Linked DNA regions of Sus scrofa: regions 2 and 3 are each linked to region 1. Evidence: chromatin contacts called from public promoter capture Hi-C data. All regions are on one chromosome and are shown on one strand. Each heading gives the region's core, a stretch centred on a gene start, on an enhancer-like site or on the middle of the called end of the contact. The rest is flanking DNA. Distances are from core to core; before and after follow the strand shown.

What was found. Promoter capture Hi-C pulls out the DNA fragments that hold promoters and counts their contacts.
Region 2: a contact with region 1 is called in a promoter capture Hi-C map of liver, with 3 times the contacts expected there. The contact joins the promoter of INO80E here to the promoter of CD2BP2 in region 1. A contact is called at or near these places in 2 of 5 promoter capture datasets (fetal liver and liver), 1 of 47 Hi-C or Micro-C datasets (heart right ventricle) and 1 of 2 datasets of contacts at active chromatin or transcription factors (alveolar macrophages).
Region 3: a promoter capture Hi-C map of fetal skeletal muscle shows a contact between it and region 1, with 5 times the contacts expected there. The contact joins the promoter of TMEM219 here to the promoter of CD2BP2 in region 1. A contact is called at or near these places in 2 of 5 promoter capture datasets (fetal skeletal muscle and liver) and 2 of 2 datasets of contacts at active chromatin or transcription factors (alveolar macrophages and skeletal muscle).

Annotation. Positions count from the first base shown.
Region 1 is chr3:17,955,905-17,959,901 of Sscrofa11.1, forward strand. CD2BP2 (CD2 antigen cytoplasmic tail-binding protein 2) reads left to right here and starts at 1,793. Exons shown (of 7, transcript XM_003354536.4): 1 at 1,793-1,946; 2 at 2,466-2,570; 3 at 2,790-2,925; 4 at 3,327-3,484; 5 at 3,592-3,997. The coding sequence starts at 2,496. TBC1D10B (TBC1 domain family member 10B) reads left to right here. Exons shown (of 10, transcript NM_001244423.1): 10 at 1-165.
Region 2 is chr3:18,200,296-18,204,292 of Sscrofa11.1, forward strand. It overlaps INO80E (INO80 complex subunit E), which reads left to right and starts at 1,797. Exons shown (of 6, transcript XM_021088007.1): 1 at 1,797-2,012; 2 at 2,174-2,244; 3 at 2,441-2,493. The coding sequence starts at 1,932. It overlaps HIRIP3 (HIRA-interacting protein 3), which reads right to left and starts at 1,612. Exons shown (of 8, transcript XM_021087988.1): 1 at 1,117-1,612; 2 at 919-1,039; 3 at 682-796; 4 at 1-437. The coding sequence starts at 1,181.
Region 3 is chr3:18,164,560-18,168,556 of Sscrofa11.1, forward strand. TMEM219 (insulin-like growth factor-binding protein 3 receptor) reads left to right here and starts at 2,212. Exons shown (of 7, transcript XM_021088010.1): 1 at 2,212-2,318; 2 at 3,330-3,528; 3 at 3,623-3,692; 4 at 3,695-3,811. The coding sequence starts at 3,364.

The sequences.
Region 1 (3,997 bases), core at 543-3,042:
CTGCTTTCGCCTTGTTCCCTTCCAGCCTTCCAGCCCCTACCTGGGTAAGGGGGTCTTCCCTTGAGCTCCAGGGGGTGGAACCCAATGTTTACATTTTCTTCTGTCTCTGCCCCCACCCCATGCGGCGCTTTGAGGAACCGGAAAAGAACCTGCTGTTGTACCTGGGCCTGGCTCCTGCCTTGTTATTTGATGAAGGGGGTTAGAATAAGGACTAGGAGGGAGGGAGGGACAGAGCCAACCAGGATCTGGGTGTCTGTTGACGCAGTCTTAGCAGGTTGGTACCTTTTGGCCTTTGGGTCTGTCAGTCACTCATTAACAGATGATGGTGGCTCTCCTGCTCCACTTCTGCCTGAGATCGGCCTTCATCATCACTGGTCTCCTGGAGCCCTCTAAGCACTGCCTGCAGTAGCGGGATCTCCTTCCTATAGTGCTCATGCAGATTTTGGAAGTTGGAGGGGGTACCGAAGGTGGCTGGGAAGCCACAGTCTTCTGGGGGTGAGCCATGCTCTTGGCTAGCTGTCTGGCACAGCTCCAGGTACTGGGCCTCCAGGGGGCGTAGCAGCACAGCCAGCCGCCTCCAGCTTGCCCCAGCCAGTGCCTACAGCCAGGCTCCCAGCTCCTCCTGGTTTTCTGCTGCCAGTTTGTGGGCCTGCCCACCTTCTACCCCTGGGGTCAGGATAGTAAAGCCATGGGGTTCTGGCAGTTCTCTAACGGGATGAGGCCTAGGGGTGCGTGGTCCACCTTGTGTTCCAGGTAGAAGAAATTTCCCTGGAGGATGAACCAGCGGTGCTGGTAGCTGGTATTTTGGGTCCCCTTCTTTAGCAGGATGCCCTCCTGATCTGGAGCCTCTGTTCTGTACCCACAGAAGAAACTGAGCACGGACTGTTGGTGCAATTTCATGATAGTCCTGTCTGGGAGGAAACCCTAGGGGCTGGAGAAAGGAAGGGTGTTTCATCTGGTTATCCTGGGGACCCCTGTGCTGCTCTCCTCTGGCTCCAGTAGGTTCTTTCTGGGCACAGCCTTGGCCTACTGGGATTCAGACTTGTATCCTCAGGAGGATGAGGTCTTGTACCCACAGCATTGGGACCTACTCCTCCCAATCCTAGCTCTGCCAGATTACAAAACCTGGGTTAGGACCTGTCTGGGATGGGAGGCACGGGTATCCACTGCTGCCCTCTTCTAGGCCTAACTGAAATGAGGGCACAGGGGACTTCTGCCCTCGGCACTGGCCACAGGTGCCACAGCCACAAATGAACTCTCCTAAACCAGGAACTTGCCCCAGGGGTTGGGGGGGGGGGCAGCGATGGATTTCCCTGGGTCCTAAAAGGAACTGGGTTCAGAAAATGCTCCAAGGTCCACCAGGAGACCCAAGCATCCCCTCTGGGACAAGAGCAAGGCCGCATCTTGGATTGGGAGGAGGGAGGTAAGTGGACACAGAGCGGAGAGGCAGGGTTTCTAATGAGATGGGGGGAGGGGAGGGCTGCAGCACCAGCCCTGGGGAAAAAGAGACTCTACCCGGGAAAGGAAAATTAGGGCAGGAACCCAGTGGCCCTGCTGGGACTTTGCCCCCGCATCGTGACCCGGGCGCCCCTCCCAGTTAAAATGCGTTCACTTAATCCCCAGAGCCTCTACCGCAGTAGAAGGGAATCAAGACCACTTCCGGCCGTCCCTCTCTGCTGATCGGGGTCTAGGCCTTCACTCGTCCCCTCTTCTCGCTATTGTCGCCCCACACGGCTCACGTCACTTCTGGGAGGGAGGGTCTTTTCCCGCTCACGCGTACTTCCGCCCGCGCCTACAGTTAGTCCTCCAACCCTGGGGATGGAACTTCCGGTCTTCTCCAGCGCCTTCCGCAGTTCTCTTCCGGGTGATGGCGGCCGGGTGCCCCGGATGTAGCCCTGGCAAAAGCTTTTTTTCCCATTCTTCCTCCGCCTTCCCTGGCTCCTTAGGTGAGCGCGCGCCGTGGGACTGCTGGTGTCCCCGTGGCTCTTCCGCCTTTCTAATTTGTACACAGCCCAGGACAGTTGGGGTCACCCCGTGGAGTTGGGAGTTCGGCGCAGGGAGGGGCGGGCTGGCCAGGGCGCCAGGGTCTGGGTACGCCAGGGCCCCGCGGGCTCCGAGGAAGCTGGGGGTGGTGGCGTGGATGTCTGTCCGCGTAGCACCGTCGCGCCCACGGCTGCGGGGGCCAGGAGTGGGAGTGGTCACGTGGGGGGGGGCGTCTCCTTTCGTCAAGCGTGGGGGTGCCCGTGGGGAGCTCCTCACGCATCCACCTCTCCGTCCCCCTTCCAGCATACCAAGCCCTGGGGGCCTCCTGGTTGCCAACTCCTTTTTTGCCCCCTGATTCTGTGCTCTCTCTTCTCCCAAGCCGGATCTGGTCCGACCAAGTGAAAGATCTGTTTTGCAGGGGGCCCTGTCGCAGTGAGTATCTTCCTCACCCAGTTCCCCTTAATCTGCATCCTTGCCCTCAGCTCAGCTTGGGGAAGACCCTCTGACCAATCATGCTAAAGAGGAAAGTGACCTTCCAAGGCGTGGGAGACGAGGAGGATGAGGATGGAATCAGTGTCCCCAAGAAGGTGAGGGGGGCCAGATTCCTGCGTTCTGGGGAGGACTGAGGGGAGACAAAAGAACTAGAAGCCAGAAAAGAAATCTGGAGGGGCAAAGAATGGGTGGAGAGGGCTAACTTTTCCTTGTTTTCTGAGAAATAGGTTTGCGGGATTTTCAGTTTGAGTCTAGATCTCAGAGTTGGGTGATAGTCACCTGCATATCTCTTGATTTCTGGTTCCTGCTCGCAGTTGGTGGACTCTGTGGCTGGGGTAGGGGGTCCTGGGAGCCGCTTCAAAGACAAACACTCTTTGGACAGCGATGAAGAGGATGACGATGATGATGGGTCCAGCAAATATGACATCTTGGCCTCAGAGGATGTGGAAGGTGAGCCACACCCAAGAATTGACTTTCTGGAGTTCCCGTCGTGGCGCAGTGGTTAACGAATCCTACTAGGAACCATGAGGTTGTGGGTTTGATCCCTGGCCTTGCCCAGTGGGTTAAGGATCCAGCGTTGTTGTGAGCTGTGGTGTAGGTCACAGATGCAGCTCAGATCCCACGTTGCTGTGGCTCTGGTGTAGACTGGCGCTACAGCTCCCATCAGGCCCCTAGCCTGGGAACCTCCATATGCCGCAGGTGCGGCCCTAGAAAAGACAAAGATAAATAAATAAATAATTGACTTTCTGCTGGAGAACAAATAGGGGCTTTGGGGCTTGTGGAGCACCGGAAGCTCCTGTCTTTTTTTTTTTTTGCCTGCCTTGCATGGGACGTCTGTGTCTTTGATGCAGGTCAGGAAGCGGCCACACTCCCCAGTGAGGGAGGTGTGCGGATCACACCTTTCAACCTGCAGGAAGAGATGGAGGAAGGCCACTTTGATGCTGATGGCAACTATTTCCTGAACCGGGATGCTCAGATCCGAGACAGCTGGCTGGACAACATTGACTGGGTGAGGCCCAGGGACTGGCATGGCTGGGCCTGGAGGCAACAGGTGCTGAGCCTGAGCCCTGCTGGCAGTTTGTCAGCAATAAAACCCTCCCGTTTTTCACATCACAGGTGAAGATCAGGGAGCGACCACCTGATCAGCGCCCACTGTCAGACTCCGAGGAGGAGGACAGTCTGGGCCAGACACCAATGAGCGTCCAAGCCCTTCTAGAGGGGCTTCTGGAGCTGCTGTTGCCCAGAGAGACAGTGGCTGGGGCACTGAGGCGTCTAGGGGCCCGAGGAGGAGGCAAAGGGGGCAGCAAGGGGCCTGGGCGGCCCAGTTCCCCCCAGCGCCTGGATCGGCTTTCTGGGTTGGCTGACCAGATGGTGGCCCGGGGCAACCTCGGAGTATATCAGGAGACAAGGGAACGACTGGCCATGCGCCTGAAAGGATTGGGGTGCCGGACCCAGGGAGCCCCTGACCCCACACCCCCACCGTCTCTGGACATGTTTGCTGAGGAGGTGGCGGAGGCAGAGC
Region 2 (3,997 bases), core at 547-3,046, 240 kb after region 1:
CTCGGCAGGTTCATCCTCACTGTCCTCACTCGCCTCCCTGGCCAGCTTCCGGCTGGCTGAGGCCCTGCCTGAGGCCTGCTTGTTCTTTGCCCCGGGCTTCTTCCTAGTCCTGCCCTTGGGTGCCTTTTCGTCTTCCTCATCTTTGTTCTCTTTCTCTTCCTTTCCCTCCTCCTCTCCCTCACTGCTCTCTCCTTTCCAGATCTTCCTCCTCCTGGCAGAGCCCTCTTCCTCCTCCTCACTGCTCTCCTTCACCACCTCGTTTGCTAATCTGATCGTTGCAGTCAGGTCTCTCTGCTGTTCTTCCTCATCACTGCTCTCCTCAACTGCATTCTTCGAGGCACGCTTTGGCCTTTCATCCTCAGCGGGACTGACTTCTGCCGTCTCATTCTTTGCTGGGGGGCTGAAGCAGTCTGGGCTGGAGGCTGCAGAGCTGGGCTCTGGAATGTGGAGAGAAGAGAAGGTTGGGAGAGGTTTCTCCTGTCACTTTCTTCCTCCACTTGGGATAAACTGCCTCTAATCCTGCTCTGACAGACGGAAGGGCAGTAGGAGACAGCGCTCAGTCTACCCTTTTCCTAGTGCCTGACGCACCCATCCAGCGCCCTCATCTAAGGCCTTGGGGCATAGCTCACGCGCAACAAGTAAATACGTTTTGAATGGACCACCTATGTAGAAAGCACTAACCTGACTCTGAATTGAAACGGAACCTTTTCCTCTCTCGGTCATGGCAGAGGGTGGGAGACCTCTTCGCCTTCTTGGCAAGGTCGAGCCTCTCTTCCTTGGCACCCGTTTCATCCACCTGTGTGGAGCATCAAGAGGGCAAAACATGAACCAAGGTTGTTTTCGGCCCCGCCCCCCTCAGGCTCCTCCGCCGCCGCCTCCACAACCCCCGCCTCTGGTGACCCCGGCTGGCGCCCTCACCTGCATCTTCAGCAGCTCCTCCTCCACTAGCCTCTTCAGCGCCTGCTTCTCCTCAGGTTCCAGGTGGTCGCGGCCGGCGTGAGCCAAGAACCTCTGCCGCACGATGGAGTGCGTAAGCGTGCTGCAGAAACACGTGTCAGGACAGAGTCCCCGTCCCGCCCCTGCCCTTTCCAACCCCAACGCCAACCTCCGGTGCACCTGAGGTCCGGGCGGCCTCGGAAGAAGCTACGGGTGAACTCCTGCATCTCATTCTCCCGCGCCATTTTGCTCCACCCAGAATACTGGTGGCTCCCGCCTTTTTTCTTCCCGGCCTCCGTCCACGCGTTTGACAGGAGCTTGCGCACGCGCAGAGTCGTAGAGCCGTGAGGCTAGCGACCGTTGAAGGTCCGTTGCGGGCCGCTTAGACCGAGAACTTTACCAGACAAAACTTGCTCTCCCCGGGCAGTGTGTGTGTTTGGGGGGGGGGTGTCTCGCAGCTCCTTCCTCTTTTTTTTTTTTTTTTTTTTAAGAACGAAGCGCTTCGAAAGTTTTCCTTAGAAACCGATTCGCAGCCCGCAACCTTTGGGTAACGCAATCAACCTGCGACGCTGCCTCCGTTCGTGATCACGGGCAGCAGTTAGGCCTCTGTGATTTTCGAAAGACAGAAAGAAAAGGGCGTCCCCACCTAGAGACTAGGAATTCCAGGGAGAAATTCGTCTTGTGGCTTCAAATCGCTAAGCACATTCCAAGTCAGTAAGGAAGCCCTTCGGCAGCCGACATCTCTGTGACGTCTTCACGTCGCGGCGGCGCCATCTTCCGCGTATCCCCTGGAAACAACGCTCCTTTCACGGTGGTCCCTCGGAGCCACCCCCTGTGGTCAAGATCTCTGGGCGCGGTGGACTCTGGGAGTTGTAGTCCCAGCGAACACAGCCTAGCCGAGTCTCCGGAAGTGGAAGCGGAAGAGGCCGGGCCGAGGCGGCTTTCGGGTAGCGGGACCCCGGACTAGGTTTGGGGCGCCACTCCCGGACCCAGTCATGAACGGGCCGGCGGATGGCGAAGTGGACTACAAGAAGAAATACCGGAACCTGAAGCGGAAGCTCAAATTCCTCATCTACGTGAGTGCTGGGTGGAGTGGGAAGGTGGAGGGGGGTGAGGCCTGGCGCTGGTAGGACGTCCGTTTAGTTCTGTGTAAAGGGAGCAGGGTACTCTGTGGCCGGCTTCCGAGCCCCATTTACGGATGGCAGGTGGCTCAGCATCCACCTTGCCCTTGATACAGGAACACGAGTGCTTCCAGGAGGAACTGAGGAAGGCACAGAGAAAATTGTTGAAGGTGTCCCGGGACAAGAGGTGAGACAGGCTCCGAGGGGAGGAGGGAGACCAGAGTAGATCTACATTCGGCCCCCACCCTGGAATGGGCCACAAATGCATGATGCCTGCCTGGGGACTGTTGTGAGGACGGGGCCAGTTCGAAGGGACGGGGGCTCAAGAGAACGTTGCAGAGATGGGAATAAACACTCATTGTTCCCCCCGCCTCTTTCCTCAGTTTCCTCCTAGACCGACTTCTGCAGTACGAGAACGTGGATGAAGACTCTTCTGGTGAGCAGGGTCATGGAAAATTGGTGGAGGACATGCTCCTGGCGCTCCAGCCAGCTCACTGGGCCCTCCTTTTAGACTGGAGGCCAGTACACCTCTGGTGGTTCCTAAGCCTGGTTGCTTGCCCTCCACCTCCCCTGTTTGTTAACTCAAGTATTACTGGATATCTACTTCGTTTCAGGCACTGTGCTCTGCACAGGGAATGCAGTGGTGACTGAGATGCACAAAGCTTCTGGGAATTTGTATTGTAATTAGGTGTAATAAGAGAGCAAAGAAATAAACTAGAGTTTTAGATTCGAAAGGCATAAAATCAGGGTGATATGGTAGTGATTGGAATAAAGCAGGGGTTGATAAACGTTCTCTGTAAAGAGCTAAGTAGGCATTCCTGCTGTGGCACAGTGGGTTAAAGATCCGGCCGCGTCACTGCAGCAGTTAAAGCAGTGGTGTAGGTCGAAGGTGCAGCTTGGATTTGATCCCTGGCCTGAGATCCTCAGGTGTGGCCTCCATATGCTTCAGGTGCGGCGAAAAAGGGGAAAGAGAGCGGGAAAAGAGCCAAGTAGACTTTGCAGAACATATACCTTTTGTTTCAGCGTCTCAGCTGAATAAAAGCTGCAGTTGCCGGCCTACACCACAGCTCACGGCAACGCCAGATACTTAACCCACTGAGTGAGGCCAGGGATGGAACCTGTGTCCTCATGGATGCTAATCAGGTTCATTTCCACTGAGCCACAATGGAACTCCTGGTTTTGTTTTAAGAACATTATTTATGGGAGTTCCTCTCAGGTCCTCCGTGGCTGTGGCTGTGACTCTGGTGTAGGCTGGCAGCTGCAGCTCCAATTCGACCCCTAGCCAGGGAACCTCCATATGCTGCAGGTTCAGCCTTAAAAAGACAAAACAGCATTATTTATGAATACTGAACTTTGAATTTCATAACGTTCACACACATCATGAAATATTTTTCCTTGGATTTTTTTTCCTCAACCATTTGAAAAACTGAAAAGCCATTCTTAGCATACATACCACGCACAAGCACATGGCAGGCTGCAAATCAATAAAGGGTTTAAGAAAGACTCTTTTTAGCGAGGATTGTTTGACCTGGGACCTAGGTGAGAAGAAGAGACCTGTCTTGTGCAGGGACGAGTGAGAGGTTTTCCAGGGGAGGGAATCACAAGTGCAGATTCCCTGAGGTAAGAAGGTAGCAGGTGGTTTGAAAGTGGAAGGGCTGAAGCACATAAAGCTGTGTTCTCCTTGTTTACAGTCAGTAATAGATTTTACATCCTGACCAGCCCCACATACTTAGGTACTTTTAAAGCAGAATTTAATGAAACAATGTGAAGATTATGACATGTGCTCTGATAGTTTTTATTTTTTTATTATTTTTCATTTTAAAATTATAGTCGATTTCACAGTGTTCTGTCAGTTTCTGCTGTACAGCAGAGCGACTCAGTTGTCTGTATATATACATTATTTTTCTTTCATGATCCTCCATCCTGCTCCTTTGCAAGTG
Region 3 (3,997 bases), core at 962-3,461, 210 kb after region 1:
TTCATCTTGCCAAACTCAAACTTTCAACCCATTAAATGATAACTCCCTATTTTCATCTCCCCTCCTCCCTGGCAACCACCATTCTACTTTGTCTTTATGAATTTGACTACTTTATGTACCTCATATAAGTGGAATCATACAATATTTGTCTTTTTGTGACTGGCTTATTTCATCTAGCATAATATCCTCAAGGTTCATCCATGTAGCATGTCATATAGCCTTCCTTTTTAAAGGCCAAATAATATTCCATTCTATGTCTATACCATATTTTATCTAATCATCTATTGATGGACATTTGGTTTACTTCCACCTTTTATTTCTTTTGAATAATGCTACTATGAACATGGTATATAAATATCTCTTGGAGACTCAACTTTCAATTTTGGGTAGATATATATATATATATATATATATATCTACCCAAAAGTGGAATTGTTTGATAATATAGCAATTCTATTTAACATTTTTTTCAAAGATACACTGGTCTGTTTTCCATAGCAACTATACTATTTTACATTCCCACACACAATGCACAAGAGTTCCACTATCTCCATAGCCTTGTCAACATTCATTATTTTCCTTTTTTTTTGGATAGTGGTCATCCTAATAGGTATGAAGTGATTTTTTTTTTTTTTTTTTTTTTTTTGCTTTTTAGGGCACAGCCATGCCATATGGAAGCTCCCAGGCTAGGGGTCCAATTGCAGCTATAGCCACTGGCCCATGCCACAGCCATAACAACCAATGCATGATCCAAGCCAAGTCTGTGACCTACACCACAGCTCAGTTAAGGGATCCTTAACCCACTGGGCAAGGCCAGGGATCAAACCTGCGTCCTCATGGTTGCTAGTCATTCGTCAACCGCTGAGCCACAACGGGAACTCCTGCCCATTTTTTTAATCAGGTTGGTTTTGTCATTGTTATTGTTGAGCTGTAGTTCCTTATATATTCTAGATATTAACTCCTTAGCAGATTATTTGCAAATACTTCCTCCCATTCCAGGAGTTGCCTTTTCACTCTATTGATTGCCTTCTATGGTACACAGAAGTTTTAAACTTTGATGCAGTGTATCTATTTTTTCTTTTGTTGTGTATGATTTTGATATCATATTCAATAAATTGTTGCCAAGTCCAATATCATGAAGCGTTTCCCCTATGTTTTCTTCTAACAGTTGTATAGTTTCAGCTCTTACATTTAGTTCTTCCATGCATTTTGAATTAACTTTTGCATAGGTTGTAAAGTAAGTTCATCCATTTGCATGTGGATTTCCCGTCTTTTTAACACAATTTGTTGGAAAGACAAGCTTTTCCCCACTAAATGGTCTTGGCACCCTTGTTGAGTATCTTTTGACCATATATGAGCGGTTTCTGAGCTATAAACTTTTGGGTAGGGTGGTACAGAAAAGACATGGTCTCTGTCTCAAGGAAGCCTCAGTAGAGTTGAATACTCAGGTTCCGTTTCAAACAGCATTTGTCCAGCGCTGGTTGTGTGCTCAGTAGGTCCACGTTTTCCCCCTTTAACCTCTTAATCTTCCCATCCAAACAGGTCGGATGATCCCCTTTAACAAAGGAGTAAACTCAGTCTCCAGAAAAGCACGGTTATGGCTTGTACAGGGGCAGGGATGGAGTCACGATTTGAACCCAAAGTTCTTGGCTCTAAATACCCTGCTATTTCAGGTTAATTTGGACCTCGTGTTAGAAAAATGCGGGCATAAGTGAAATGAGATGGTCTCTATTGAGCAACCCTGCAGCTCGAGGGTCCTATGTACTAAGGAGTCGCTAAAAGCCGGGGACCAAGCATGAAGTGTAGACGTTAAATCCCACTAAGCTGCAGAAAAGAGCGGAGCCCAAACCCCAAAGCCGCCCGGAAGGCCAGAATCTTTGCTGTGGAGCCCCGCCCCACCCCGGGCGGACCCCAAGTCTTCACCCGGAACCTGGGCGCGGCCGGGCTGTGCTATTGGCGCGGGTGGGAGACAAGCAAAAGCAAAATGCTTGCGACGAGATTCACGTTGAAATGCCCCCCACTATCTCTCCGGATGGAGCGTGTACAGTTTTACAACGTCTTCAGGATTAGCTTCCTGGCCTCTCTCCCTTTTATTCAACTCCCGCGGTGTTACTTCTTCCCCTTTGCCCCTGCAATGGATGTCCTCTTGGTACGCCCCCACCCTGACTAGGAAAGACAAGGTGGCCGCCCTCCTGGGCACTGCGCATGCGAATCCCCGCCGAGGGGTGGGGTGGGGGGGGTGGGAACGCGGACCCCGCCCCTTCGCGACTCCACGAGTGACGTCGTGGGGGGCGCCGGCCTCCGCCCGGCTGCGAGCGGTGAGAGCGAGCGGCGGGTGCACCCGACGCTGCTAGACCGGGAAGGGATGCGGGTTTTGAGTTTCTTCTGCAGGAGGGGCTTTGCGGGGGAGGGGAGGCCTAGGGGCACTAGCAGCCGCAGACCCTCGGGCTCTTTCCTCCGCCTTCCTGCCTTTACCCCCTTTCCAGAAGGGCCGGGACGGGAGGAAGGGCCGCGGTTGAGCATTTCCCTGGAGCCCTCCTTTCCCCCCATCCCATATGTTTAGCTCGCCTTCCAGATGTTCCTTTTCATCAGGCTGTCGCTTCTCGCCTGGGAAAGAGCACTCCACTTGGAAGCAGGAGACGGGTTTCAGACCTTGGCCCTACCACTCCCGTATTAAAAAGTCCTCAAGCCCCAGTTTTCCCTACGGTATTTTTGCCTTGCCTCACCTGATTTTGAAGATCAATATGACCCAGAGAAATAGAAAGGAAATGGACATTTGTTCAGTTCCTGCAAGGGCAAGTACTATGCAAACTGTTTTATCCGTTCCGTTTAGTCCTCTACTTGGTGTTCTTAGAATTCCCATTTCACAGATTCTGAAGCTCACAAAGCCAGTGAGTGGCAGAGAAGGATTCAAATTGAGCAGTTTAGCTCCAACGTGGAGTTTTCATCAGGCACTTCCCTTCCCTGGGCTGTTGGTTGGAACTGTTCTTCAGCCAGACCCTGGGCCCCTGGAACGGCTGCTTCCTGAATTTCTCCCCTTGGGAATTCTCCTTTTCAAGTTCCTTTTTCCAGTACAGCATACTCTGCTCTGCTTCCGCCTTGATTACTTGAGAAATGAAATGCAGCAAGCATTCATTGAGCGGTGCATGGAAACGAACACTTGGAGTCCAGAGCCGTGGATTCTTGTCCTGGCTTTGCCACTAACTGGCTGGGTAGCCTTGAGCAAGTCCCTTGTCTTCTTGGGGCTTTAGCTTCCCTTTGAATAAAATGGGTAAGTGCCTTCTTACTGGCAGGCTCTTGACCAGGTCTTCCTTCCTGTCCTCAAGCAGGCTCTCCCTGGAGGCCCAGACCCCTCTGCTCCCCATGGGCAGCTGCCAGGCAGTGCACAACCTGCATCTCTGCCTGGCCCACCACCCACCTCTGGTCTGTGCCACTTTGATCCTGCTGCTTCTTGGCCTTTCTGGCCTGGGCCTTGGTGGCTTCCTCCTCACCCATAGGACTGGCCTGCGCAGCCCTGACATCCCCCAGGTGAGTACTTACCCTCATGCTCATTCTTCCTTTGTAGGACAGCTTTTGTTGCTAATCTCCTCTCCCCTCTCCCCTGCCTTCCTTTTGCATACAGGACTGGGTCTCCTTCTTGAGATTGTTTGGCCAGTTGACCTTGTGCCCTGTGAATGGGACAGTTACAGGAAGTCGCATGAGTCTCACGTCGTGGGCTTACTGACCACCTTGAATTTCGGAGATGATCCAGACGGGAACAAGACCCAGACATTCCAAGCCCAGGTCCCCAGGAGTCAGATGGGATTGAAAGGTGAGACCAAGGAGGACTGTGGGATTGGGCATCAGAACACTCAGGTTTGGAGCTCCTGTTGCTCATTGGGTTAAGACCCTGACGTAGCGTCTGTGAGGATATGGGTTCAATCCCTGGCCTTGATCGGTGGGTTAAGGACCCAGCATTGCCGCTACTATGGTTCTGGTTACAGCTGTGGTGTAGATT